2 separate regions of the Rattus norvegicus genome follow, and region 2 is linked to region 1. Evidence: chromatin contacts called from public Hi-C data. All regions are on one chromosome and are shown on one strand. Each heading gives the region's core, a stretch centred on a gene start, on an enhancer-like site or on the middle of the called end of the contact. The rest is flanking DNA. Distances are from core to core; before and after follow the strand shown.

Region 1 (2,700 bases), core at 152-2,651:
TATTCTTACTCTTAAGCTAATTAGTAATAGTCTGAACCCTAAGAAACCATGGGCCAGAAGAAATGTTTGTTCCCTTTCAGTTTTTGTTTTGTTTTGTTTTTGTTTTTTCTGTCAGGTATCTGATTACAGTGACATAGGCTCAACTAAGGAAGGGTATGAGGAGAAGGGCTGTTTTACTCCTAATTGCCTGTGCTTTTCATTGTGCAAAAATCTTTGAAAAATTAGTCTTAGTTGTCCTAAGGATAATGGATGCCTCTGTCCATAACAAAAGTAGAAATGCAGAGCTGCTGAATATGTCTTCCCACAGTATCGAGATATTAAGTCACCTGGGAAGTGAATTGAAGGAGAGAACTGAATGGGAGGAGGATGGGGAGAGGAAGGGGTGTCAGAAGTAAGGAGAGCCAGGGTGAGAGGGCCCAGAGACTGAGCAGAAGGAAATTAGCAGTAAGATTAGGAGGCATCTCGAGGATATGCCAGAAATCTAGGATGGAAAATGCTCCAGGTAATCTATAAGAATGAATTTTGTGCTCCTAGCAGTGGAGAATATGAAGCCTGAAGTGCCCACCTAACAGGCAGGAGTCCCAGTGGAGGAATAGGGACACCAACCTACCCACAAAAAATTCCATCCAAAATGTGTTCTTCCTACAAGAAGTGTAGGGTTAAGGATGGAGCAGAGACAGAGGAAATGGCCCACTTCAGAACCATCGCATGGGCAAGAACCAATCCCTGACACTATTAATGATAGTCTGTTATGTTTGCAGACAGGAGCCTAGCGTAACTGTCCCCCTGAGAGGCTTCATCCAGTAGCTGACTGAAACAGATGCAGAGGCCCACAACCAAATATTAGACGGAGCTTGGGGAATCTTGTGAAAGAGCTGGGGGAAGGATTGAGGGCCCCAGAGGGGATAGGGAGTCCACAGGAAGACCAACATAGTCAATTAATCTGGACTCTTGAGGGCATCCAGAAACTGAAAAACTAACCAAGGAGCAAGCATGGGCTGGACCTAGGCACTTCTACACATATGTAGCAGATTTGAAGCTTGGTCTTCATGTGGCTCTTTCAACAACTGGAACAGGAGACTGACCCTGAATCTGCTGCCTGCCTGTAGATTCTGTCCCTCTAGCTGAGAAATCTTGTATGGCCTCAGTGGGAGAGGATGTGCCTAGTTCTGCAGTAACTATATATGCTAGGGTGGGTTGGCACTAGGGAGCTCCCTTCTTAGAAGAGAAGAGGAGTGAGAAGAAGCTGTGTGAGGGGTAGGGACTGAGAGGAGAGGGTCTATGGTGAGGATGTTAAGTGAACAAAAAATTAATGGGAGTAAAGGAAAAATAAAGTGACCTCACATTCTTAAAGCTATTTAAATAGCAAGACTAACAGGCAAGTCACCAGGCACACAGCTTAGTCATCTCTTTAAGGAAAGGATGGGCAGTGAAGTAATGCCATAGTTTTACCTTAGACTCATGAGTTAATGCTAATAAACAAGTTCTTCCTGGGATACATTTTAAACATAATGCTATGGTGAACTGTGTATCATAATAAATATTTTAAAACAAATATGTGAATTGTAAGTCTTTTTCTAAAGCTTTGTCTACTACATATTTAAATCATAGGAAAAAGCCATGTGTAATTAAGCCAAGAATTAAGTCACTGCCACATTGTAAGCAGGGGAACAAAAGGGTTTGATATTAATAAGTTAAAAACCTAGGATATATAGGCTTAAAGGGCAGATAATTACATAAAAACACAATTGGACCTGAGGTGCTGGTTTGCTTCAGCCTTACAAAGTAGAGTTGATTTCAGAAAAATAGCAAAATCAAAAAATGTGATCATTTGAAAAGCTTACATTTTATGAAGTAGTGCCTGAAGTAGTGTCTGGGGGAAATTTACCAAAGATAAACAGCAAGTATTACCATGAATAACATGTTTGGTTAAATGAGGGTTTGTGGTTTCTTTTGTTTGTTCTTTTGTTTGCTTTTTGCTTTTTTATTATTTTCCTTTTCTTTGGTGTTGTCCAGAATGCTACTGTATAACTTGAAAACACACTGACCTGATCTTCAGGAGAGCCTCACTGTTAACTCACTCCCTTTCCCAATGTGAGAGAGGATGTTATGACAGACCACTCTTAAGTCTTCCAACTCCTTCCAAACCCCTCTTGTTTCAACCACTTACATAAGGAAGTAAGTCAGTAGGTACCTACACTGTAGTGAATGCACTGAAAGAAATATGAACCAAGACTAAAAAGAATTCATCATCAATTTCCAGTTTCTGAATTATGATGAATAGGGCAAAATCAGACATGTTTCTATTTTACCTGAATTTAATTAAGGAATTAATAAAGATAAACAGGAGATGAGGTATATGTCAAAAGAAACTGTTAAACTCCAGAATTTAATTAACTAATCAAAATTGGCCTTTTGTCAACACATACAATATTCAAAAGAGAATAGGAGAAAGAGGGGAAGGGAAAGAAAATGGTCTTAAAAAGGCATAATCCATGATTTAAATACATAGTCCTTAAAAATAAGCTAAACTTTGCATTTAAATGAGCCCATGAGGAATTTTGGCAGAGTTAATAATTCAATGGTATTTGAAATTACAGAAATGAGTTGGGTCAAAAGAGTCCTCATAATTGAACAATGCTCATAGAGAAAGTGTTACTTGGGATTACTTCACAGTAATGTATCTTTCTATGACTAACC
Region 2 (2,700 bases), core at 45-2,544, 260 kb before region 1:
GCTGACCCAACCTGTTCTATGAACACAACAGTCAACTTAGTAGCTCTGGCTGAGGAAACTCTGCATTAAACAAAGAAACATAAAAAACTATGTCTAGATCTTGAATAAGGAAAGAAGCATAACAGAGATAAAAAGAGAAGGTAACCCTGTACAAATGCAGGAAGTTGGAACAGGATGGGTTTCTAGAAAGCTAGTTTAGCTGTCACCAACTTTTCAGGTGGAGAAGACGGAAGTGACAGCCACGTGCTTTCTCCCGCTGTGAAATAACGCATTATCTTCAGGCTACCAACTACATACTCAACACATCCTGCGTACTGACTAAGTCCTTCAGCATTCTGCAGCCCTTCAATCTTCACTTTAACTTGTCTCGGGGACCAGAATTTTAGGTCAAAAACAGGACCAGGTTAACAACATCAACACTGTAAAGCATAGAAGAGAGTGTGGACAGAGACACTGACCTACTGTGGAAAGTTATGGACTAAGTAAGTTCTTTGTGTAAACACTGTGTTGAAACCCAGGAAGGGGGTCTAAAGTGTCCACTAGTGTACTATTTCAAAGGCTGCAGAAATCCGGCATATCCACAGGCCATAATTATGACTTCCCTCTCCTTGCATTAATTTGTTTATGAAATAGCTCAGAGTGTGGCAGACTTTATTAATCACTTGCTATGGTGTGTGTTTGGGCTGGTGAACACAGAAACCTAAGACCGTAGCAATAACCTTCCAGGGAGCTTCTAACTTTGTTTTTAATCCTGGGGATGTATACTGCACATAAACCCATTTTAGCAGCCTAATAGGCCTGTCTCAACACCCCTGTAGTTGTAACATGCTGTGGGCTAGCCAGGAAGGCTTCAGCTCCATATATATTATATATATAATATATATAAATTATATATACATATAATTTCTTTAAATCTCATGTTACATGCTCTAAAATCAAAATAGTATCATATGACACATTACTAACAATATTAGAGTCGGTCGTCTTTTTCTTTAAGGTTGAGGAAAGGCTACATATCTGTCTTGATTTTATTTAAAAACCAGTCCATATACTGATTACTTTTCATGAAAGCAATTCCTCCAGCCTTCTGTGGCTCCACCCTGAAAAGCTCTATACTTACTTTTCTTACAGTTTTTTGAGTGACGCACTACAAACCGACCAGAAAGGGAGGAAAAGCGGCAGCCCTCTCAAGCAGGGCGTCTTCCGCCCTGTAAACTTGGCAAAAAGCACACTGGACTGAAATACAGCACTCTCCATATAAGGCAGCCCAACTAAACATGTCATGCGTAATTTATGGGTGGCAGGCAGAGCATTAACCTCTGCGTGCACATACTTGGCCCACATGAAGCCGGTGCTGGATGGCAGCCCCGGCAGAGGGATGCGGGCGCTGCCGGGACCCGCGCGACCCGTGGCCGTCCCCATCGACCCTGGCAGAGGTCACCGAGTTCACAGCACTCGGTCACGCACCTGCCCCAGCTCCCGGGCCACCGGTCCTGCCCCGCGGCGCCCTGCGGGGGCCCGCAGAGAGGCGCGGAGCAGGGCCGGGAGCCTCAGCGCGCGGCCACGGTACGGGCCGAGGACCCCCGAGCGCCACCGGAGGCCGCCGCAGCGCCGCCCGCAGCGCAGAACAATGCGCGGCCGCCCCGCCACTCACCTCTCACGTGGCCGTGCAGGCTGCCCGCCGGGGCCCCGACTGCCCGGGGCATTGTGGGATCGCTACTCCGGGATGCCCGCCACGGGAAAGGAAACTGGCCGGGTCCGGGTCACCGGAGCATGGCTAGCGCCCCGACTCGTCGGGCTGCGTTGAGAGACTGTGGCATGTCGCCGTGCAGCCTCTTATCGCCGCGCGCCGGTTTCCGCCGCTGCGCGGCCCCTCCCCCGCGCCAGCCCCGCCAGGAAGGCGCGCGGACGCGCCGAGCTCCCACGCGCAGCCCCGGCCCCCGCCCGCCCGCTCGCCCGCTCGCCCGGGCCCGCGCCGCTCACCGCTGCTCCAGCTCCTGGGGCTCCGCGCCCAGTCTGCGAGGCCCGCAAGGTTAGACGGAAGGTTAGAGTCAGCGGCCCGGCCTGCAGCGGCAGAAGAACCGCACCGCCTGGAACCTGGAAGGCGAAGGGCGGGAAAGAAGCTGCACGGGTGTTGGTGGGTATCTTTCTCAGCAATCAACGCTCAGTTTTGGAGTTCTGCGAGAAAACTGATCGTCACCCAAACACAAACACAGGCCACCTTCCCGCCTCATCGGCAAATAAAACTTGCAGTTTAAAGGCTCCCTTACTTCCAACTCTGCCAGGTGGTGTACAGAAAGCAAGCAGAGCTTCCTCTTTTAAAATAAAATAACATCTTAGGCTATGCAGAGGTACTCCCACGCAAACAAACCCTGGGCAACTGCCGGCCCGAGCAAATGAAACACCAGCCCCTATTTCACGAGGTGCTATCCTGTAACTTGGCTTTGAATGAAAAGAATTATGAGTGCCTAAGAAGAGATAAAGTTTGAACATCTGTGGACGGGATTTCCGGTGAATTTCAGGAATTCTGATAACTTCGTCAGGGATGATTTTTGACTAAAAGACGTTTGTTTCATGGTTTGAACATACGTGGAGATTCGGTGAGCGAAGGCAAACTGTAGCTGGATTTCTCCCTACGTGTTTGTGTTGAGTGGGTGAGGCATACTTTCCTAGGCGGAATAAAAAAAAAATGTCCAGGTC

The links. Hi-C and Micro-C count contacts between places; a contact is called where the count stands out from the background.
Region 2: a contact with region 1 is called in a Hi-C map of Schwann cells, with 5 times the contacts expected there. The contact joins the promoter of LOC120100833 here to the enhancer-like site in region 1. A contact is called at or near these places in 2 of 12 Hi-C or Micro-C datasets (the Rat2 cell line and Schwann cells).

What each region holds. Positions count from the first base shown.
Region 1 is chr2:146,563,127-146,565,826 of GRCr8, reverse strand. No RefSeq gene overlaps it. Among named protein-coding and RNA genes, the nearest start is that of Rnu6-173, 21 kb to the left of the region's middle. Within about 2 kb of position 1,401, at least 3 of the 93 cell types and tissues checked have an H3K27ac peak or open chromatin away from gene starts, as enhancers often do.
Region 2 is chr2:146,819,144-146,821,843 of GRCr8, reverse strand. LOC120100833 (protein FAM246C-like) reads left to right here and starts at 1,294. Exons shown (of 2, transcript XM_039103697.2): 1 at 1,294-2,600. The coding sequence starts at 1,294. The coding sequence ends at 2,037. Mbnl1 (muscleblind-like splicing regulator 1) reads right to left here and starts at 1,810. Exons shown (of 10, transcript NM_001412543.1): 1 at 1,655-1,810.